4 separate regions of the Mus musculus genome follow, and all the other regions are linked to region 1. Evidence: chromatin contacts called from public HiChIP or PLAC-seq data. All regions are on one chromosome and are shown on one strand. The core of a region is the stretch at or near the end of the contact, and the rest is flanking DNA. Distances in the headings are between cores, read along the strand shown. Region 1 holds the start of Cox6b1 (cytochrome c oxidase, subunit 6B1). Region 2 has its middle 14 kb from the start of Fxyd3. Region 3 overlaps Fxyd5 (FXYD domain-containing ion transport regulator 5). Region 4 holds the start of Lsr (lipolysis stimulated lipoprotein receptor).

Region 1 (5,732 bases), core at 1,035-3,534:
TAGTTTTTTGTTTTTTGTTTTTCTTTGTTGAGGGAAGGTCTCATGGGCTCAAGTAAGGCAGGGGCCCCAAATGTCTCTAGCAAAGAGAGAGGAAAGGGACAGTGTTTAAGACCGGGCCCAAAGCAAGCTGAGAGCAGAGTACTGGCAATATTCATTTTTATCCATGGATTGTGACTATGTCTGAATCAACTTTTTTTTTAAAGATTTATTTATTAATATATCAAGTACACTGTAGCTGTCCTCAGATGCACCAGAAGAGGGCGTCAGATATCATTACGGGTGGCTGTTAAGCCACCATGTGGTTGCTGGGATTTGAACTCAGGACCTTCGGAAGAGCAGTCAGTGCTCTTACCTGCTGAGCCATCTCACCAGCCCCTGAATCAACTGTTTACATACTGTATTTACTTGTATGTTGTGTGTGTATGTGGCACACACATAAGATGTATATGTAATTCATATATACATGTATAATTATATTCTTCAAAAAATTTATTGTTGAGACCAAAGTTTATGACCTGGAGAGCTAGTTTGAGGGGTCGGGCCCTCCAGAGGGTACGTCCAGAGTGAAGGAAACCAGGCTGGAACGCACATGTCCCTGCTCCCCAACTTCCTTTCTGAGGTTGGAGGTACATGGGAGACCCAGGCAGGCCCACTATGGTACTCTGCTTACCCAGGTAGTTCTGCCAACAGTTCTTAGTCTGGTTCTGGTTGGGGAAGCGGCTGTCAAAGGGGGCAGTTTTGTAGTTCTTGATTTTAGTCTTGATGTCTTCAGCCATCCTGACTCCTGGATGCAAACAGAGTGGGAATGTTGGCAACCATTCTGGAGGTGCTGGGTGTGGGGATGTCAGGCCAGAGCAGAATAACAGGCTGAATGTGAATAAACCATTATCTCCCCCTTCTTCACAAACACAGAAAGATGAAGGGCAGGGAAAACCCATATATCTGAGTACAGAAGCCACAGTAGGGTTGGACAGAGGTCTCCTTGGCAAAACCAATCTTCATCCTTAAATTCCAGTTAACGCTCACTGTGTGCACAGCACATACTATGTGTACTCTATACATACCTACCCCATGGCCACTCTAAAAGATATTGCTACCTCTGTTGTCTACACAAGGGACAGGGTGTCTAAATGACTTTCCAAGGTCACACAGCACCCAGTGATAATGCTTCATCCATCACCAGCAAAAACACTGCAAGGATTTTCTGGTGTCACCGGCTAGTTTTCTGGCGTCACACACTCATCTGAGGTCCAATGAACTCAAACTTTGCTCAGAATATGCCTAAATGCATTGTGGGATTGCCTAAGATGTGTCCCCCCCCACCCCGCTCCAAAAAAAAAAAAAAAAAAAAGCTCAAAGGACTTAACAAGTAAAGTACAACTGGAGGTAACCATGACTGAAGATTTGTGACTCTTGTAACTGGCATGTGTCAGGTATCTGTGATTTTGCCTGCTGACAATGGCCCAGGCTACCAAATCTATTGACGTTGCTGCCTCCATTCCTAATGGAAGTAAATACTGGAATTCGATTAGAACCCCACGCAAACCGCCCCCCCCCCAATCATTCAAATACTTTAGCTCCTTGAGTTTTATCGACTTCTCTCAGCTTTGATATGTCTGAAGAGATGACATAGTCAATATCAACAGACCTGAGAGAAACTGTCTCTAGAGCATCTGGGGGACCTTGACACCACAGAGGTGCCAGTGTCAACTGAAGTAGTCCAAACAAGTGGGGTATTTGGGCAGGTTCATTGAAGGAGGCAAGGTGGGCACGGGGGATTTAAAAGACTCAGTGTCGGAAGTAATTTTGGACAATATCTCGAGTTTTGAGAGTTGATCAAAGATGACGCTGAGGGGAAAGACACGAGTCAAGGCGACAGGCTTCGGCCTTGGAACGCGGGTGGCCACGCCTGTGAACTCGCAACTAAAAGCTCCACAGTCCAATTTACTGGGTCTAAATCCGAATTGCCTTATAGCCACGGGTAAGGCGCTTCACACTCCAGCCCCAACGCTATCAAAGGGGACTTGTAGGGCTGAAGGATGGAGTAATAGGGACTGCTTAGAAAGCGACCTAGCCATCATGAAGAAAGGCGGCTATAATGGTTAGCTCCAGGACACCGGACCCGTGGCCGCCGGAAGTTTCTGCTTGGCGTCAGGGAAGCCCCGGGGCGCTTCTCTGCAACGGACAAGGTTCCCCCAGGATCCCGACCCTTCACACTCACCTAAAGATTGTCCCGGAGTAGCGTTACTTCAATGTGACCCTTAGCAAAGACGCCAATGTCAGACGGGAAGCGGAATTCCGACTGGCCGGAAGCTGCGAGAGGAGGAGCCGAGCTGAGTCCTCCGGGCTGCTAGATTGGCCTCGGGAGGCGTGCCCAGAAACCGCTTTGGCCACGCCCACTTCCGAAGAAGCCCGACCTCCTATTGAGCTAAATTTCTGCTTATTATTGTTGCTGGGCCAATCGAGATTTTACTTTGCTCTTAAAAGGCACCTGACGTTCAATTATGGGTTATTATCACCTGCCTGTCCTTCCCAGAGGGAAAAGCATAAGACTGTCTTCAGAGTGGGAATGGAAAAGTGTCACAGATAATCTGTGTTTTGAAATAGGACTTCGCTGTATATCTCAGACTGGCCTCGAAATTTTGATCACAGATTACTAGGTGTTAGGATAACAAGCGTTTACCCCTGTGCCTTGATTCGAAAGTTATTTATATTTATTTATTTGGGTTTTCGGGATAGACAATCTTAGTTTGTGTTTTATTGCAGTGAAGAGACATCATGTCTACGGCAACTCTTTGTTTGTTTGTTTGTTTGTTTGTTTGTTTGTTTTTCGAGACAGGGTTTCTCTGTATAGCCCTGGCTGTCCTGGAACTCACTTTGTAGACCAGGCTGTCCTGGAACTCACTTTGTAGACTCAGAAATCCGCCTGCCTCTGCCTAACTAGTGCTGGAATTAAAGGCATGGGCCACCACGCCCGGTTTATGGCAACTCTTATAAAGGAAAACAATTAAGGGCTGGCTTACAGTTTCAAGTTTCGTCCATTATCATCATAATTGGAAGCAATGTGGTGAATTGCTCTGATCCTTGAGGGTTGCTGTTTCTGCTGCTTTTCTGCATAAACTGGAATCCAGAAGAAGTAGGCTCCAAAGGAAGTACTGGCAAAGCAAGTACCTGTCCCTTCTTCCATTGTCCTTATATAGGCCTCCAGCAGAAGATATGGCCCAGAATAAAAGTGTGCTTCAAGACCTGTAGGAGTCATTCCTCCTAGAGGTCTGGATCAAAAGCCTGTGTCTTCCAGCCTTAAGGTCCAGATTACAGGCATGTTGTCTTCCTGCCTCAAGTCCGGATTACAGGTGTTCCCTATGTTTCTGGATTATAGTTCATTCTATATATAGTCAAGTTGATAATTGAGAGTAGCCATCCACATAGGGGTTCTCTGTGTAGCCCTGGAAACTCATCTATCTATCTATGGGTGTCCTAGAACTCACTCTGTAGGCCAGGCTGGCCTCGAATTTTTATCTGCCTGCCTCTGCCTCCCCGAGTGCTGGGATTAAAGTGCTGACATGGGTTTAAGTTAATAGAAAGTTTTTATTAGGTCTCCAGTGATTACACTAGGTGTTTGGGATCTTGGTGTAGCACCAAGCCCTTTTTAGAGTGAATTTTTACACACAAAACCTGTATTCTGGATTGACATAATTCAGTTCATAAGATAGCTAGCTGGACAGTGGTGGTGCACGCCTTTAATGCCAGCATTTGGGAAGTAGAGGCAGGAGAATCTCTGAGTTTGAGGGCAGCCTGGTTTACAGAATGAGTTCCAGGACAGCTAGGGCTACACAGAGAAACCCTGTTTTAAAAAAGGGGTGGGGGGCTGGCGAGATAGCTCAGTGGGTAAGAGCACTGACTGCTCTTCCTAAGGTCCTGAGTTCAAATCCCAACAACCACATGGTGGCTCACAACCACCCTTAATGAGATCTGACGCCCTCTTCTGGTATATCTGAAGTCAGCTACAGTGTACTTATGTATAATAATAAATAAATCTTTGGGCCGGAGCAAGCAGGGACTGAGTGAGCAGAATTGACAGAGTGAGCAAAAAAAAAAAAAAAAAAAATTCAGTTTCCAGCAACCACATGAAGGCTCATAACCATCTGAACAGATACAGTGTATTCATATACATAAAATAAATAAATAAATCTTTTTTTTTTAAGGCACTGCTGAAAAAAACACAAAGACCTTGCCTTCTTAGGTCCTAAGAGCGTTGTTAGAAGGTGAAAAATGAAGTGGTCTCTCCTACAGTCTCATCCATCACTGTAGCAGACACCACTGCCTGCTCGTTACTATTCTCAATCCCCAGAGATCACTGTTCACACATCCAGGCAGCCGAGAGACCTGTACTGATTGGAGGAAACTTTAGGAATTCAACCTTGGGTCTGATGGAAAGAGATCCATGGGGAAAGTGGCTACAGTATCATTCTTTTTTTTTTCTTTCTTTCTTTTCTTTTTTAGTTTTTCAAGACAGGGTTTCTCTGTGTAGCTCTGGCTGTCCTGGAACTCACTCTGTAGACCAGGCTGGCCTCGAACTCAGAAATCCACCTGCCTCTGCCTCCCAAGTGCTGGGATTAAAGGCGTGTGCCACCATTCTTATCATGGAATTTTTGAAAATGTTCATATAGTTTGCCAGACCTATCAAACAATCCAGTGTGTTTCTGGCTTTAAAACACTTCCAGAATCCTCCTTCACTGGATGCACTTCAGGTCCTTCAGCCTGGATTATTATAGTAGGTCCATTTCCTGCATCTCAGGCTCCCTGCTGCTCCACACTGTGCACCCTCTGCCCGAAGGATGCCTTTACCACTTCGGTTATTCCCACTCAGCCGGAACTCATTCCTCAGCTTCTGGCATAACTAGTCTAAAACTACAGTCCTTACAAATGACTCTCACCTCCCATTTCCTTGCTCCCAGCAGCTCAGGCACCCTAGTTTTAGCTGGTCCTTAAGCATACAGGCTGGCTTCCCCTAGCTCTTTTTTTTTTTTAAGATTTATTTTATGTATGTGAGTATACTGTCATTGTCGCTCTCTTTAGACACACCAGAAGAGGGCATTGGACCCCATTGCAGATGTTTGTGAGCCACTATGTGATTGCTGGGAATTGAACTCAGGACCTCTGAAAGAGCAGTCAGTGCTCTTAACTGTTGAGCAGTCTCTCCAGTCCCTTCCTTCCCCTATCTTTTGCACTTCTTCCTCCCATTAGTTTGGATGTTCTGCCTATAGATGGCTCCTTTTCTTACCTCATTTGAGGCTTTGGATTATAAACTCCACTGAATGAATGGACAGAAACTTGTATGCAAATGAGGGGCAGTTAGGGCTAGGAAATGGTGATGTGAAAGAGAACTGCTTTCTTCCCTCAAAGTAGCATGGCCTCTGAAGTTTCCCTCATATCATCTTCTTAACAAATTGTGTGTGTGTGTATGTGTGCATGCATGTATGTATGTATGTGTGCATGTATGTATACATGTATGTGTGTGTATGTATGCATGTATGTATGTACATGTGTGGGGAATAAGATGCACATGTCACTACACATCTGTGGAAGACAGAGCGCAACTTGAGAAAGTTGGTTCTTGTAAGGTGTTCTGATGCTAAGGTCCTGTTCTCCAATTGGTTCTTAATTTGTCAGTAAAGAAGCCATGGGCCAATTGCTGGGCAGAAGGGATATGTGGGACTTCTGGGTCCCTG
Region 2 (5,732 bases), core at 1,251-3,750, 460 kb after region 1:
ACCCCTCCCCCCACCCCCTACACTTCCACTTGATTTAAAGAGTCACCCATGCTTCATTGTGGCAGGATCCAGTTGTGGGTAGTGGTGTACTTCCTGTCCCCTTCTCGAGGTGACAGAAGGGAGCATTTCAGACAGGCTTTTACCTGCTGCCTGTCCTGTGTTTTGGTATCTTGTCATCTGAGAGTGTCATTCACACCAACAATGAGCCCTTGTCCCACATTCTCTATGGTACCTGGAGCCTTCACAATTTCACAGGTGGGTGTGACATCCTCTTCCTCCACTTCTTTAATGGAAAAAGGGCAGGCAGTATGAAGCAAGCTTCTCAAGTGCACACAGAAAGCGGTGGGGCTTGTTCTCACTAAGGCAGCCTGGCTTTGGGATCTGTGTTCCTCAGTGCTTACACAGGCAAGTAGAGGCATTCCTTATTTGAGCTAGAATAGAACGAACCACAGTCCCAGGACTTGGGATACGCTGAGGCAGGAGGATATAAGATCAACGTAAGCTTGGGCTGCATAGTTTGGGACCAAAGAGACAATAATAGCATAGCCAATCCTGGCAGTGTGGACGTGCAGTCTCAGCTACACCAGAGGCTGAGGAGAGAACATGGGAAGTTCACAACCAGCAGGAACAAATCAGCAAAGATGGTCTCAAAATAGAAAACACAAAAAGGGCTAGAGAAGTAGCTTAGTAGAAAGCCTAGAATCCCCCAGTGAGGGGCTGGGGGGCCTGGCTCAGTGGCAGAGCCCTGCCTAGAATCTCCCAGTGAGGGTCTGGGGGCATGGCTCAGTGGTAGCACCCCTGCCTACAATTCTCCAGTGAGGGGTTGGAGCATAGTTCAGTCGTAGAGGTCTTGTTTTACATGCACACAGCCCTAGCTTTAATCCTTGGAGCTGGACATTGTGGTCACAATGACTGCTGAGACTGCTTAATGCTCTGACAAAGATGGCCTGGCAGCAAGACAAGAACAGGGAAAGTGGACATTTGTCCTTTGGATACTGGCCAGTACCTATTGCCACCACTAACCTCATCCCAACCTCTGTCAGGCTATCTCCCCAGAGGCCAAGACTGGTGCAGGCAGATACCAATTGGAGTCTCTTGTTCCCAGGCCACAGGACAAATTCAAGAAGGAACCAATCAAAACAGCCCGGGTACAGTGAACTGACGTTTGGAGTTCCTCAGGACTCTTTCTCTTGCTGGGGAGAAACTGAGGCTCTGCCAAGCATGTTCTGGGAGAGTTTGTTTGAAGGAGGAGCCAACAGGATGGGAAGCAATCCAGAGCCACCAAGGCAGCCGATGGTACAGTTGGAGCCCTTGAAGGAACCAGGGCTGAAATCCCACCCCCATCCATGAGAGGTGTCAACCCCTCTGACAGGTAGAAGGAGACAATAGGCATGGTGGAATCCAGAGCAGGTACCGCTTGCCACAAGCTGTCAGGTGTCTCCTAGGCTGCATGCTGAGGCTGTGCACTGGCCCCACTGGGCATGCCCAGAATCTCTACCAGCACACCAACCCCCAACAGTGGGATGCACACAGAGGTCATAGATACAGGTTGCCGTGTGGACCGATGTACCAGCCAGCTCAATGGCAAGCCTGGGTAGGGAGGCAGTGATACACATCCTCCCCATTGTGGAGCTCAGAGGATTAGGCTGTGCAAGCAACTGGCTTGTGAAGCTGGGGGTATTGGAGATGTACATGATAGAGATAGCCCGTATGGGAGCAGAGGGCATCTCCCATGTCCCTACCCAGGCAAAACTGGGCATGAACATAGGTATCATATTTCATGGCAGATATGGCATGACAATAGTCACAGAGGACTAAAAAGCCAGTGTCAGTCTGCAACACTCTCCTCAAGGCACCGAGGTGAACATATCAAGGCCACTCTCTTAGTTAGGGTTTTATTGCTGGGAAGAGACACCAGGACCAAGACAAATCTTATCAAGGAAAACATTTAATTGGGGCTGGTTTATGATGGAAATGGAGGTTTATTCTCTTATCATCATGACGGGAAGCATGGCAGCACACAGGCAGACGAGGTGCTGGAGGGGTAGCTGAGCATTCTACCCCATGATCTGCAGGCAGCAGAGGGAGACTGTGTCCCACACTGGGATTAGCTTGAGCATAGGAGACTTCTAAACCCACCCCCCACAGTGACACACTTCCTACGACAGGTCACACCTCCTCCAACAAGGCCACTCCCTATGGCCAAGCATTCAAATATATAAATTTATAGGGACCAAACCTATTCGTCCCTCCACAGCCACCAATAGAATGTAGAGGATAGGGCTGTGCCCTTATCAGACTCCTGGGACAGGCCCGACACTCCCTGCCTTAGTTACCTTTCTAAGCTGTGATAAAACACCATGACCAAGGCAATTTGTAGAAGACAGGGTTAATTTGGGCCTCTGGGTTCTAAAGGGTTAGGGCCCTTAATGTTGCAGACAGAGTGACAACAGGGATCAGAATAGCAGCCACTGAGATTTCACTGCTCACACTGAAAACAGGAAACAGGTCACATACAGGAAACAGGGCAAGGTTTTTGAAACCTCAAAGCCTGCCCTACAGTGACATACTTCCTCCAGCAAGGTCACCTCTCCTAAATCTACCCAAACTGTCAACTGGGGACCAAGCATTCCGATGCCCAAGAATTAGGGACTTTTCGTTCAAACCACCACACTCCCCTAGAGCCTTTGGGCTGTGACCCTGCCTTCTTTAGACTGGCTTTGCTTATGTGTGTTAGGAAGGAAACAGAAATCTTGTCAAGAAAGCTTTTGGTTGGGAGCGTAGTTCCGTGGTAAAGCTCTTGCTGGCCTAGTTGCCCACAAGGTCTCAGATCTCATCCCTAGTATCTTGCCACCCCCCCCCCAATTGTGATGGCGCATGCTTATGCCATGCAGTGAGACTCAAAGGAAAGGAAGGGGCTGGAAAGATAACTCCGCAGTTAAGAGCATGCATTGCTTTTTGCAAAGAACCAGAATTTGTTCCCAACACCCAAGTTGGGCGGTGAATGACTGCCTGCAACTTTAACTCCAATGGATCCAATGCCCTCTTTTGACCATTTTAGGCACTGCACTCATATGCACACACACACACACACACACACACACACACACACACACACACACACCACATAAAAATAAAATAAATCTCAAAAAAGAAAAGAAAAACACACCATGCCTTTTCCAGTTAGCTCTCTCTGCTTCCTACTTTTGGATCAGGATGTAAGCTCTCACCTTCTGCTCCAGTGCCATGCCTGCCTGCCTACCTGCCCGCTGCCACGCTTCCCACCATGATGGTCAAGAACTCTAACCTGGAACTGTGGGTCATGGATTAAACATTTTTTTTCATAAGTTGCTTTGGTCCTAGTGTCTTACCACAAGGTAGACAAATAACTAAGTTCTGGGGCTGTCAGGCTTTCTAGGGCTGGCTAACATCAACCCAGAAGGACACCAGGGCAGCCCCACAGCGTGTATTTCTACCTCTTCTCTAACATCAGCAGCAGCAGGGCAGGGGTGAGGGTGACTGACAGCTTAGGGGAGGGTCTCTGAGGGTTCGATGACCCTCACCAACCATTGCCACATATCCACTACGATGCCTAATCTTTTAAAATTATTTTAAATTTTATTACATTGTGTGTGTGTGTGTGTGTGAGAGAGAGAGAGACAGAGAGACAGAGAGACAGAGAGAGACAGAGAAATAGAGAAACAGAGACACTAAGGATTAAACTAAGACACATGTTAGGCAAGCATTCTACCACTGAGCCACGCCCCCAGGCCCTCACTTGGGGATTCTAGGCAGGGACTCTACCACTGTGCCACGCCCCCAGTGTGCATGTGTGTGTATGTGTGTCGTGGTGCATATATGGAGGTCAGAAAATGTCTTACAGAAAGTTGGCTCTCTCCTTCCATAGTGTGAGCCTGGGATAAAACCCAGGGCATCAGTCTTGGCAGCAAGCCCCCCTACCTGCTGAGCCATCTCATGGGTCCTTGTTTTGTTCCAGTATTGGGAATTAAACCCAGAGCCTTGCATTTGACAGTGGTAGTTCACCTTCATTGCCAACTTGAATGGATTGAGACAACCATGGAACCACCCTCTGGATCTGCTGAGTGTGCTTGAACCTGAGAGCAGGATCCCCATGGCCTCAGTGATGTAAACGGTATAGGACACCCCAGTTTCTCTGTCTGTAACAACAGCTGGACTCCTGCACTGTCCTGTGTGTAGGGATCTGACCTCTTTCTGGGTCCTGGGTGCCTGTGATAGTGCTACCTAGTGAGCAAGCCCCAGACATACTGTCTCTTTCCTTCCTCCTTCTTCTACCTCTCCTGTCCACATCCAGACCAGTAGCAGCCAGACTGGGTGGGAATAGCAGTTCATGGGAGCTTCCCAGGCCCCTGTGTACACCAGTCACCTCTGTCCCACCCTGACCCTCCCAGAGTCCACCCCTCAGGTTGTAAGGTAGAGTGGTCACCCAGCACCTAAGACCCCTATGAAGATGTTTCAGCTACCCAGAACCCCAGCGTGCCCAAGTTGCCACTCCTTTATCCGGCTGTTGAAGCTCCTTTGAGTTGACTCAGATCAGAGTTGTCTAGGATACTTTGTTCCCCCCGAATATGCCAATAACAGCCTTCTGGCTCCCCCATAATCTGGGGTGCTTTGGTGCCCACAGAGGTACCTGATACACTCCAAGTCACCCAGGATCCTGAAACAGGTCTGACGCCTATGCATAGAACAGAGCAGGAGTCGTTGCTGTTACAGATGGAGGGGTACATGGCTGCAGGCTGCCCAGGGTCAGGCACTGGGCATGCATCTGCAGAGGACAATGGGAACAGGGTGCTATGACACACACTTGTCCTCCAGCATTTGAAACAGTTACAGGGGGGGACCAAGAGGCACAGGAGAGAGTTATCTGGAAGTACCGGTGAGATGGCTCAGCTGGTAAAGGCCTCTGCTGTCAAACCTGACAGCCCAGTTCAGTCCCAACAACCCATGTGACAGAAGGAGGGAGCTGGGATACTGAAAGCTGTCCTCTGACCTCCATACACACACCTTGGGCACAGGCGACTCATTCCACACACAACATTTATAATTAAATAGATGCAATTGAGAATTTACTATGGCCACAATTTTGTTACTTATAACTTTAAAAGGCAGATCTTCACATAAGCATGCGTGCTTATGTTTTCCTCTGTCGACCTTCACCATACTTTTTGAGACAGGGTCTCTTGTTGAACCAGGAACACACCGACTGTCTGGAAGTGATCCCTAAAGATCCCCCTCTCTGCTTCCTCAGCCCTGAGGTTACAACTGCACACTGCTGTGCCCAGCTTGTCAGCTGTGTTCTGGGGCTTGAACTGAGGACTTCACACTTGTGTGATGTCTTAGTTAGGGTTTTACTGCTGTGAACAGGCACCATGACTCTTATAAGGACAGCATTTAATTGGGGCTGGATTACAAGTTCAGAACTTCAGTCCATTATCATCAAGGCAGGAACATGACAGCATCCAGGCAGGCATGGTACAGAAGGAGCTGAGAGTTCTACATCTTCATCTGAAGGCTGCTGATAGAATGCTGGCTTCCAGGCAGCTAGGATAAGGGTCTTAAAGCTCATGCCCACAGTGACACACCTCCTCCAGCAAGGCCATACCTACCCCAACAGGGCCACACTATCTAATAGTGCCACTCCCTGGGCAGAGCATATACAAACCATCACACATGACAACTGTTTCTCCTGTCAA
Region 3 (5,732 bases), core at 1,630-4,129, 410 kb after region 1:
GTAACTGTGTGTACTCACTGGAGGACCTGTGTTTGGGTCCCCAGCACTCACAGAAGCAGCCTGGGATAAGCCTGGCAGTGGCAGTGCACACCTTTAATCCCAGCACTCGGGAGGCAGAGCCAGGCAGATCTCTGGAGTTTGAATCCAGCCTCAATATCCAGGTGTCTCATAACCTCTTCTACCTTCATCTCCTGGGAAATCTGGCGCCCTCTTCTGGCCTCCATAGGCACTCTTTCCAAATGCACAGACACATACACTTAAGTGAATTAAAAAAAAAAAAAAAGATTGGAGTGCTGGTTCTGCAGTTAAGAGCATGAACTAACTGCTCTTGCAGAGAACTCAGATTCAGTTCCCAATACCTGTGTTGGGTGGTCCCATATCTCTCTCTCTCTCTGTCTCTCTCTAATATATATATATATATATATATATATATATTTTTTTTTTTTTTTTTTTGAGACAGATCTCTCACTGAGCCTGGCCTATTTTTCCCATAGACTAGCTTGCCATTGTACCCCCTTCCTCAATGCTCTGCCTACAGGTGTGAGCTCCCACAGCTGGCTCTTTTGTTTGCTTTTTGAGACAAGGTTCCTCTGTGTAGCCCTGGCTGTTCTGCAACTCTCTCTGTAGACGAGGCTGCATTCGAACTCCAGAGATCTGCCTGGCTCTGCCTCCCGAGTGCTGGGATTAAAGGCATGCAATGCCACTGCCTGGCTTGTCCCAGGCTTCTTCTGTGACTTCTGGGGACTAAAACACAGGTCCTCCAGTGAGCACACGCCCGTTACTAAACCATCTTCCCAGGCTGAGTTAGTTATTATATGAAGCATTCTGACATTTTCTTTCTTTTAATATTTATTTAGTTTCGTTTTTTTAAAATTGTTTTTGAAACGGGGTCTCACTATGTGTGTAGCTCTAGCTGGCCTAGAACTTGCTATATAGATAGGCTGGACTTAACTCACAGAGATCTTGCTGCCTTTGCACCTCCCCTCCCCCCAGATCTGGGGCACCACCACATCCCACCTACTTAGTTATTTTTAAGACAGGAAGTCTTGTAGCCCAGGCTAGACTTGAACTTGAGATATGAAGCCAAGGACATTGAACTTCTGATCCTCCTGCCTCCACCTTACAAGTCGTGAGATTCTGGGCATGCTCAGTTCAAACTGAAACTTCTGTTCGTACTGGGAAGGCATGCGGTTCAGTTGCACACCCCACCCAAGAGCTTCTCTTCTTTCTTGTGACGTATTTTCCCCTTATTTCCACGTGCTTTGTGGCTTGATGAAATGATTTTGTAATCCCCAGTTCACTCTGACCTGAAGTTCTTGCAACTGCATTATGCAACCCCCTCCCCCCCGCCCCGCTGCCTGGGACCTGGTCTCTTGTCTGTGCTGTGACCCTGCCCATAATCTTGGAGAAGACACTTATCCTTCCCCACAGCACCCTGAGCCTGAAAAGGCCTGCATAGCTGCACTAGGTTGCTCCCTCCCAATAAGGAGGAGTCCAAGGAACTCCAGGAATTGCCTGCTAGAGCCCATCCCTCCTCCCAGGCCCTCTCTGCTCAGAGCCCATCCCCGAGCCCCACAGCCTCCCTGGTGGACATGCCCTAAGCAAGCAGTCCTCCTGAAGCCCAACTTGTGGGTTGTTGCAGGAGACAGAGCTTGAGAGTGTGGGCTGCATTTTCACAGCTATGCATGAGGTATCCTGAGGGGCAGAGTGACTGGCCATGTGAAGATAAAGGGGTGACTGCACCGGGGTCCCCACATCATGCTTACTCATGCTCTGATCGATACCAAGGTATGCTGTAAGCCAGGCTCCTGGACAGAGGTCCTGTCTCTTAATCGTGACAGACCCTAAACACACCCTCCTTCCGTGAACACACCAGGCCTCCCCTTATCCCCCATCATATTGTCCTGTTGTCTGAGTGTGTAACAACCATACCCTACTCCCTAGGGTTCCAAGTCCAGCCCTGCCTCTTCCTCCCACTCCTTTGTCACAAATTCACAGAAGACAGAGGCCATGGAAGAGAGACCATGTGGATTTATCTGAACAGCCACAGCAGTGCCTAGGGAGACCTCTCTCCCCAGGGTGGGAAGACCATTAGCCTTAAGCCTGACTCCCTCCAGTGGCCTCTTCCTTTCAGGATTCTTTCATGTTGATCACTCTGTAGGCTCTTGGGGTAGAGGGAGGAGGCAGGGGGTGGTGAGTTGGTGTAGTTTGGAGGCTCCAGCTGGGGTGCCCATCAGGGTGCTGGCCCGCACTCACCTGTGGCGATTCAGGCAAAATTGAGACAACTGCCTACACTTCCCACCTGGAAGAAAAAGAACCAGTTTGCCCATGAGCTGGAAACAGTACTAATTATCACATAGTCACTGGAGACCGGCTGGGGGGTGGGGGTGGGGGATCAATCTGGACCTCAGGAAGCTCCCAGTGAAGGGGGACAGCAAGATGGCTCAACAAGTAAAGGTGTTTGCTGCTGAGCCAGATGTCCTGAGTTTTGGGCAAAAAGAGAAAACCAGGGGCTAAAGAGACTGCTCAGTGGTTGCTCTTCAGAAGGTCCTGGTTTTAATTCCCAGCATCCACATAGACACTCATAATTGTCTATAACTGCAGACCCATGGAATCCAATGCCCTCGTCTTGTGTGCAGACATACATGCAGATAAAACACCCATATACATAAGATAAATGAATAAATCTTTGTTTTAAAAAAGGAGAAAACCAACTCATGGAAATTGTCCTCTGATCTCTACATGTACACACACACACACACACACACACACACACACACACACACACTGAGATGAACAAATGCAGGGCTGTGGTGGGGCAGAGCAGCCTGTGCAAACATCCCTGTGGTAAAGGGCGGACGTGAGATGGAAGAACATGAGCAAGAGAAGCTGGGACCTGGATTAGAGTCAATTGGAGATGGCGTAGAGTTTAAAAAGGCACGGGGCCATGAGAAGATGGCAGCCACCTGCCTCTCAGGCCTCCCCTTCTGCTCTCCCTGTCTGTGTCTCCCTGGCTTTTCCCACTGTTAGTGCGTGTGGTTTGGGTGTGTCCCTCCAATGTCTGTCTTTGATGTTGGGTCCTTAGTACTCAGGGTTGGGACGGAGAGGGTGGGCAGCCTTTGAGAGGCAGAGTCTAGGGTCACCTAGGAAGTTATAGCTCTGCTTGCCCATCAGTTAGCCCTCGGGAGGGTGTGCTGTCATAGAAAGACCAGCCAGTCTCCTCCCTTCTCTCTTACTTCCTGTTTTGTTACTCAGCCTCTTTGACCACACATCCTCCCCCACCAGAGGTAGACGTGGAGTGTTTTCCTCGGTTGGGCTGCACTGTATTTCAGAGTCAAAGGACTCTGTCTTCTTTGCTGAACCTGGCACACACTGATGCAGCTGGGCTGGCTCCTTTCTCTCTTCAGCATGGGTGGGTGTCACCCAGATACCCAGGCTGAGCCTCTGAATTCAGGTCCTCAAGCAAGCACTTTGCCCACCAATACCTCCTAAACCCATGGATCTCTTCTTAAGCTATAAACGCTTCCAGAAATTGATTCCAGTCCGGTATTTGGTCACAATGAGAACAGCAACCCGCAGAGCTCTCGTGAATAAAAGAAGTCAGGTCCAGAGGGCTGTGGTTCGGTTGTGCTTGCCTGGCATGTACAATGTGATGGGGTTGACTCCCTGTGCTGCATTAACTGCCTATACCTATAACTAAGCACTTGGGAGGTAGAGGCAGGAGGGTCAGAAGTTCAAGGTTAAGGTGGAAGAGGTGGTTCAGTGGTTACTCACATCCAGCTCCTACCATCTATCTAAGGAGACTCACATCGTCTGAAACTCCCAGCTCCAGGGTATCCAACTCTCTTCCATCTGTCATGGCCTCTGCACTCACACACACATACACACACACACACACACACACACACACACACACAGATTCAAGGCCATCTTTGGTCGACATGCTCCTCTGTCTCAAAACAAAATAAACCCAAAAACTGCTGATCAGCTTGGCACACCTATAACCTCAAGCCTCAGGAGGCTGAAGCAGGAGGATTGTGAGTTTGACGCCAGCCTGAGCAACACAGTGAGACCCTGTCTTAAAAGGATGAATGAAGTCCTGTTTTCTCTTCTCACAAATGAAGCCGACCCTTGGCTTGTAAAGAAGCATAACGTAGTATCCACTAGCAGTCATCTGAGTCTGCATATCTCTGTCCTGTGTGTCTCTGTATCGCTCATCGGGGCACTACCACGTGACCGAGCCCAGGAAGAAAAGGACAACAGAGGAAGAGACGTGCACTCTAGGAACAGCGCCCCCTGCTGCAACCAGAACAACCGCCCAGCTGGATGCAACCAGCAGGCTAGGCCGAGAATCATCCCTGGGGTGGTTTGTAGGGGTGCTGAGTTTGCACAGCTTTGCCCAGGGGGTTTCAAGACCCTGATCCTCAGTCACCATGCAGCCCAGCCCGCCCCCAGCCCCTTCTTGCCCTTTCTGCCCATGCCCGACTCTCACTAGTGAGAATGATAATTCCCGTGATGAACAGCACCGCAGCCACCAGCAGTCCCCGTTTCCGGAGGGTAGTATCATCTGTGAAGAGAGAAATGGAGGGGCGGGGTCTTTGTTTTTTCTCCCCACTTATCTCCAGCGGTGCGGGGGTGGGGAGGGGAGAGCGGGAGCGGGGTAACTTACCGTAGTAGAAGGGGTTGTTCTCATTCGAATCTAGAGAGGACAGATACATGCAAGTCAGAGCTGGGTGGACATTTGTGGAGTGAATAAGTGAAATGCAGAAGTAGGGCTGGGGACACCTGAGCCTCATCTCCTAAGACCTCAGAACAGAAGTGGAAGTCCTCAATGTGACACGCTACAAAGTCTTTAGATCTTCTCTCCTCAATCTGCCTCTCTCAGCACCCACTTGCCTCCCTGCTCCTGAGTCCATCTCGACAGCCACTCATCTCAGGGCCTCTATACTGCCGTTCCCTCTCCCGGAGGAGAGTCACCTCCTTCACTGGAAGTCTTCTTTGATTCTGTACATGAGCATTCTCTAATCCTGAGTTTTGCTCTATTTTTCTTGCTAGCAAACTAAAAATCATCTGATGATTGATGTAAGTATTCCAGTTATTATCTGCTGTCTTCCTCCACTACAGTGTCAGTTTCAGAGGGTCCCACTATGTAGCCTGGGCTGTCATGGAACTTGCTATGTAGTCCAGGCTAGCCTCAAACTTGCTGCCATCTTCCTTCTGTTTCCCAGGTGCAAAGATTACAGGAATACATCACCACACCCATCAATAGCAAAGATATTTGTCTGTCTTGTTCATGGCTGTCTGGCACACGCATGAATCCACGCTGAATACACAGTTGAAGGGGTGATGTGGGCATGTCTATGTCATCAGTGGGGGTTCAATAAGCAGGAAGGGGGGATATCAGAGGGGAAGAATCAGGATGACCAAATGGAGCCCCTGCTGGTCTACAACTGCTCTTAAGTTGTATAAGTGAATCTATAGTGACCAGAAGATCTGCCCCACTGAGCCCAGCCTTAATTTCAATTTTGAAAATTTAGAGCTCAGAAAGCAACCTCCTAGCCATCCACATGATGACCTGGTTGGCTCCATGGCACTTAGGCATGTGCTACCACCCAGTCTGACAGCACAGTTTCCTCCATAGCACGAGCCCTGAAGATTTACCCACACGGTAAAGAAACTACAGAGTGCCTGTTTCTGGTCAAGAAGAAGAGGTACTAACCCAGTGGATGTTC
Region 4 (5,732 bases), core at 2,267-4,766, 350 kb after region 1:
TTTCACTCTTAAAAAGTAGGAGAGCAGGTGGCCTCTGGGATACTAACCTCTTAAATACTTTGTCCTTAAAGCTGAAGAGAAGGGAGGCTCTCTTGGCTACTGGAACTTAAGTACCACTACTGAGATAAGCCAGCTAGAAGGCTGTGGGCTATGAGGTTTCCCCCAGGATATATCCTGACGAACATTATTGAGTTTTGCACATCTAGTTGCAGGCGGCCTTCAAGGACTTCTCTGTATTGATGATGTCCTGATCATTATTAGGCCCAGTGGGAGTTCCCAAGAAGCCCGCTCTCTCCCCAGCTTCACAGGCAGCGGAAGCTTAGAGCTGAGTTTCCATGGGGATTCAAGGCAAGTCTGATCCCTTGGGACCCTGCTTTTCACCTGCGCCCTGCCAGGGACAGAGGGAACATTCTACAGTCAAGAGCCACCCGCTTCCTGTGCTCCCACACAGAATTAAAACCAATCATGTAAGGCAAATCCTGGACACCTCCATTTACCCAGGGAAACCTGCATCTTTGGCTCACTGCTGTCTCTATGGCTTTCCTCCATCCTTGGGATTCTTCAAAAATCATGCTGGCGAAGATGGCGCACCCAGTCATTCCACACATCACCCAAAGCTATTTTCTTCGTAGCTTGTAAAAACTATCTGAAATCTCCAAAACCTTTTTTTTTTTTTTTTAAATAAACCCCTGAGCTAAGCACTTATGTAGCCAGACTGGCCTCCAACTTGCTACATAGCTGAAGGTGGTTTTAATGCGTTATCTACTTCCACCTTCCCCATGCTAGGATCAGAGGTGTGCCCGCTCTTCCTAGGTCTTCTCACCGCCAGTCTCACTTCTAGAAGGCAACCTGGGGCAGAGACAGGGTCTGGGCTATTCTACTCACCACCCTTTTCTAAATGCTTCTAAGAGCACCAGGGACACAGTCGATCCTTGACAAACATCAAGTCAGTGGCTATGGACATAACTCAGTAGTAGAGCACCAGCCTAGAATCCTACCCCCACCCCACCCCCCGAAGGGTTGGGGGTGAGGTTCAGTGGTAGAGCCCCTGCCCAGGATCCCCCAGAGAGGGGCTGGGGACGTGGCTTAGAGGTAGAGCTAGCCATGTAACTCTATCTAGGACATGACAAGCCCTGAGTTCCATCCATATCTAGTACCATTAGAGAACAAAAAGAAAGAAAGAAAGAATGAATGAATGAATGAATGAATGATTGGAGACTGGGTCTACAGTGGTGGCATTCAAACTCAGCTGTTAACTTCCAGCAAGACGCTTGACTCTAGGGACCTCTGAAAAAAATGACAATAATAGAATGGAGTTACTCAATTACTGTGTGGTCTATCTGAGCTAACCCACTCCAGGCCAAACTAAAGCAGGCCTTGGGTCTCACTGCATACAGCTGGTCTTGAACTCAAGATCCTCTGCCTCAGCCCTGCAAGTGCTGCGGTTATAGGTTTGCTATAACAGCTGGTTAAAGTATTACTTCTTATTGCTGGCAATTTAGTATTATAAAGGAAATCCTCACTTTAATCTCTACTCAGTTTTTGTTGTTCTATCTGCAAGCCTTTGACACTGTGTATTTAGTCCGTCTCCTTTATAACACCCTAAACTCTGTAAGAGGGTTATTTGATGGTTTTATTTCTATGTTCCCAGAGCCTAGAACAAACTTGGTATACAGTCTGGGCTTTATTGTAGGATAATGGGATGGAAGGATATAGATGGATGGATAGGTGATATGTGGGTAGATGGATGTGTGGGTAGGCAAGTGAATGGATGCATGAATGTGTGGATGGGTGAGTGGGTGGCCAGGTGGGTAAATGGAAGGATCCCTTCCTTCATCGGCCCATTTAGGACAGGACCCTCAAACAGTCTCACTCCCACCACCCACAGAGCCTCCTCCCGCCTTGCCCCACATACTTCCTGTGATGGTGATTCTCCTGCCCTGGTAGTAGTCTCCCAGGGTCACAGCATTGCCCTGTTTGGTGGCCACCACCCTGACAGTGCGTACGCTGTCCTGGCACTCCACATAGGGGTTGTAGCCGGGGTTGCCAGCCGCCAGCTGGGCGTTGAGCTGGTTGTCCACGCTGGCAGGGGAGAAGGCGTCGGCAACACGGTCCCGACAGAACGACTTATACTTCCAGATCACGATAGGGGCTGTGAGGGTATTGCTCATCTGGTAGGTGCAGTGTAGTGTCACTGGCTGGAACAGGATCACTACGTGGTAGGGGTCAGGCACGGTCACCTGGATGGCACTGGCACGGTCTGAGAAGAAGAGTATAGTCAGCAGGGATAGATAAACCCAGGGAGGTACCACAACAGCAATGAGCCACACCACTTAGACAGTATATGCAGTCTTTCAGAGCACCTAGCATATTGTTCCTTAATCCCCGAGACTGGCGAGGCAGATCTGATAATCATGCCCATTTTATACACCTCCGGGGCTGAAAAGTGGTAAGTATGTAGCCATCCGGGCTAGGTCCCTAGAATATTCTGTCCACATCCTCCTACCCAGAGACTCTTCAAAATGCACATCCAAATGTAGATGGAACCCCTAGGCCCCCACTTAAGCTAACATTCAACAATCTAGGCGGAAGATGACTTAAGGTTCAAAAGTCCATTCTACAGATACCAGGGATGTAGGTGGGGTGGGGAGTCCCCAATTCCACACCCACTCCAAGCCAGGGCACTGTTTCTCGAGCTCTTGGCCTGATCCAGTCCGGGAATGACCTCTCCCCGTTACCCCAACACTTAGAAATCTTGAGGTGCGTCCAAGATCCCAATGGCAGGCCTATCTCACGATCGGGAGGCCTTGCTCCTGACCACAAAGGGTCCCCTTCTCCATACAGCGCTCAGCCTTAAGATCCCCAGAGTTTTCACTTCCTGTTATCTCCGACAAAGGCGGAGGACCGGACTGGGCGCCACAAGAAACTCCCTTCCTTGGGCACACAGGGGTCTCCTCAACCAGGCGGGTTCTGGAGATCTTTAATCTGCACTCCCGCACCAACCATCACTCACGACTCCCCACCACTTGGTTTCGGGTCCTCCAAGGCCGGTGAGAACCACAGCCCTCCATCCACCTCCGGTAGCGCCCTCCCGCCGTCCCACAGCACCAGGGACCCCAATCCTTACCTGGGCAGTAAATGATGAGAAAAAGACACACGAAGATCGTGGTGGCCGGGTGGGAGCCAGGCGCCCCAGCACACGCGCTGGCCGCCGGCGCCATCGCGGCCGTCTAGCAGCGACGGTGCCCGCGCGTCCCCTCCCAAGTATCCAGAGAGTAGGGGGCGCGGCGAGCACCAGGGCCGAGAAGGGTGCGTGCTGCGCCCGGCCCCTATTCCAAGTCCATTTTCCTCGCACTGGGGGAGTTCTAACCTACAAAATGAACTTGGACGAAGCTCATGCCTTCGGCTTCCCGAAGACAACTGACCCGGCGCGCGGTGGCTCTCTGGGTCACTCTACCCCCTGCGCACTCCCGGGAATGGAACCGCCCAGGTACACAAGGGTGGGAGCCCGGGGGCTGGACTTGGGGGTGGGCGGCGGGGGCGGGCCTTGCGGGCCTCCCTCCCCGGAAGTGGGCTGACTCAGGTGCGCTCCTGCCTCCAGGGCCTGAACCAAGTGACCGCTTTGCCAGGAGGGCGTCTGCACCATAGGCGACCTGTGCAGCCACCTGTTGCTCTAGTCAAAGTTGAAAGGACTGAACTCCCTGAGGACAGAGACCCTCTGGGCGTGCTCCACCTGCCGAGAGGGGCCGGGCCTTGTGCGCACCTGTTCGCTGCTGGTCCACACCCCTGTCCCGGGAGCCGATGGACCCGCCTAGGTGCGCCCTGTAGGGAGGTGCCAAGCAGAGCCAGGTCCCAGCTGCCAGGGGAATGTCGGTGACGCAGCCTGCCTTCCCACTCTCGCCCTGGTGGGGGAAGTGCTGCGGTCTTTCTGGGCTCCACATTTGAATGATTCGAGGAATCAATGAGGTCGCACTAGAAAAGATGCTCTGGCCCCCTAGGGGACGCTCGTGGGGACTGCACCTCTTAAAAAGTTGCAGTCGTACTTAGGCAGTTTCCCTACTTCCCTTATTTCCTAACTTGTGGTTTCTTTTCCACCTCCCGCTCGGGTATCCCTCGCTCTTGGTCAGGCCTTCGAAGTTCTGATGATTAAAGGCTCTGAGCCAAGACTGGAGACCAACAGATCTGTTTCGGATCAAAGGTTCCCAGGCCTCACCTGCACCCCGGGCGCGGCCCGTAGCTCTCCTCCTTCTCAGCGCAACACTGCTGCTCCCTGGTGGCGCCGAGAGGAAACGCATTCTGGGAGACTGAACTGGCCACTGCTTGGTGAGTTGGGAACCTACCATTTTCCTACCATTTTCTTCTCTGTTTTGTAAATGGTGTCAGGTCACATTCTTCTGCTCAGAACTTTGCTGTGTTCCCTCTCAAGCAAAATTCAAAGTACATTGGCCTGATTGACTTTCCCCAGCCAACTTTTCTTAGTTGACTTCAGCCATACTGGCCTAGCTGGTCCTGGATCAGGTTTTCACATATGGCAGGCTTAGCTACCAGAATTCCCTTCCTGTTGCGGACACCTGCTACCATTTCCCCTACGGCCGCTTTTAAAGGCAAAGGCGTCTCATAAAATTTCACCCTGTTCCCATGTGGCTTAAAAATCATGGTTTAAAAAATAGAGGAAATCGCCACTGCCGTCATTTTTACCACTTGTAATCCTAAACCAGTTGCATGTGTTACTTTGTGTTTTGTAGATGTCATTATTATCAATATGTTATCAATACCTAAAACTTGGTCATCATCTCCAACGTAGGAAAAAAAGAATCTGTTTTTGATTAGAACCCACACTAATCACTTTCATTCAACATTTTTACCATCCCCAAAGATAACGTCTTCCACGTAGAACTCTTGAGAGTAGAATCTCAGCATATACCCCAGGGCAGGCTTATCCCCAACTTCTCTCGCCCACTTTCCTCCCTTCAAACCATTTACTGTCATCTGATATTTTACTAATAAGATTTTTACCACCTATCTTATTCCGTCCCAAAGACAACATTGCTTAGCAAATATTCCATCCCTCCATTTCCTGGCCCTTCTGCAGTTAGCTGGGGCTATCCTGTCAGTTATACCGAGTAGCATATAAGCAAAAGTGAGGAGGGTCCCCCCTCCCAGGCCAGAACATTTAATAGCCAGTGTGTGGAACAAGACCCCGCCCCCTTCTCCTGCCACAGCAAATATTTCAGATGGCATCTGTGGGGCCCTTGAGGAGGAGCACTCTCCACTAGCCAATGCTGGGCATAAAAGAGTGAGAAAAGAATAGAGTTTCGAAGCTAAGATTCCAGAATGGGTTTCTTAGGTTATGGGATCTAGGCTGTCCCAGTCAGTAGGTCCCAGCTACACCAAGGGGACGGTTTGTTGATGACTGGAGAGTCTTTATTACTACAGGAGAGGAGGCCCTCATCATGGCTTCCCACTGGACTTCAGAAACAGTAGAGACCAGGACCTCTCCCTCCCCCTTCCAATGGACATGAAGCCCTTGTCCCATTCCCATGTCAGGTACTTTCCATCTCTGTGACACATGCCAGCCGGTGAGAAACGGGTGTTGTTTGCTTATTTGTTTAAATCTTGGTTCATGGTTTCAAAGGTTTCTGGGCACGGCTGGCAGGCTGCATCATCTGGGGCTTGCATTGCATGGTGGGAGAGGCACAGAACCAAGTTCAGTGCTTGCTTCATGGAGGCCA

Evidence for each region. HiChIP or PLAC-seq counts read pairs in DNA pulled down with a chosen protein or histone mark.
Region 2: an H3K27ac HiChIP or PLAC-seq map of microglia shows a contact between it and region 1, with 8 times the contacts expected there. The contact joins the enhancer-like site here to the promoter of Cox6b1 in region 1. A contact is called at or near these places in 5 of 39 promoter capture datasets (the HPC-7 cell line, cranial neural crest, frontonasal cranial neural crest and 2 more), 1 of 484 Hi-C or Micro-C datasets (nephron progenitors), 3 of 115 datasets of contacts at active chromatin or transcription factors (forebrain, memory CD8 T cells and microglia) and 1 of 9 other capture datasets (adipose tissue).
Region 3: a contact with region 1 is called in an H3K4me3 HiChIP or PLAC-seq map of bone marrow-derived macrophages, with 5 times the contacts expected there. The contact joins the enhancer-like site here to the promoter of Cox6b1 in region 1. A contact is called at or near these places in 10 of 39 promoter capture datasets (the 3T3-L1 cell line, 3T3-L1-derived adipocytes, the C10 cell line and 7 more), 5 of 115 datasets of contacts at active chromatin or transcription factors (acute myeloid leukemia, bone marrow-derived macrophages, large pre-B cells and 2 more) and 2 of 9 other capture datasets (adipose tissue and liver).
Region 4: an H3K4me3 HiChIP or PLAC-seq map of embryonic stem cells shows a contact between it and region 1, with 9 times the contacts expected there. The contact joins the promoter of Lsr here to the promoter of Cox6b1 in region 1. A contact is called at or near these places in 17 of 39 promoter capture datasets (the 3T3-L1 cell line, 3T3-L1-derived adipocytes, the C10 cell line and 14 more), 4 of 15 datasets of contacts at CTCF or cohesin (embryonic stem cells, large pre-B cells, pro-B cells and 1 more), 11 of 484 Hi-C or Micro-C datasets (Sertoli cells, embryonic stem cells, nephron progenitors and 3 more), 14 of 115 datasets of contacts at active chromatin or transcription factors (T-cell acute lymphoblastic leukemia, cardiomyocytes, embryonic limb bud and 7 more) and 5 of 9 other capture datasets (adipose tissue, embryonic stem cells, liver and 2 more).

What each region holds. Positions count from the first base shown.
Region 1 is chr7:30,623,830-30,629,561 of GRCm38.p6, forward strand. Cox6b1 (cytochrome c oxidase, subunit 6B1) reads right to left here and starts at 2,285. Exons shown (of 4, transcript NM_025628.3): 1 at 2,222-2,285; 2 at 671-784. The coding sequence starts at 776.
Region 2 is chr7:31,087,376-31,093,107 of GRCm38.p6, forward strand. No RefSeq gene overlaps it. Among named protein-coding and RNA genes, the nearest start is that of Fxyd3, 14 kb to the left of the region's middle. Within about 2 kb of position 2,501, at least 99 of the 459 cell types and tissues checked have an H3K27ac peak or open chromatin away from gene starts, as enhancers often do. A contact at or near this core is called in the HPC-7 cell line, adipose tissue, memory CD8 T cells and 1 more, where this site is marked.
Region 3 is chr7:31,030,717-31,036,448 of GRCm38.p6, forward strand. It overlaps Fxyd5 (FXYD domain-containing ion transport regulator 5), which reads right to left. Exons shown (of 9, transcript NM_008761.4): 6 at 5,720-5,732; 7 at 4,670-4,699; 8 at 4,493-4,567; 9 at 2,007-2,302. The coding sequence ends at 2,253. Among named protein-coding and RNA genes, the nearest start is that of Gm38984, 3.3 kb to the right of the region's middle. Within about 2 kb of position 2,880, at least 85 of the 459 cell types and tissues checked have an H3K27ac peak or open chromatin away from gene starts, as enhancers often do. A contact at or near this core is called in the HPC-7 cell line, acute myeloid leukemia, adipose tissue and 2 more, where this site is marked.
Region 4 is chr7:30,969,953-30,975,684 of GRCm38.p6, forward strand. It overlaps Lsr (lipolysis stimulated lipoprotein receptor), which reads right to left and starts at 3,517. Exons shown (of 10, transcript NM_017405.2): 1 at 3,128-3,517; 2 at 1,916-2,260. The coding sequence starts at 3,221. It also overlaps a transcript of Fam187b not described here.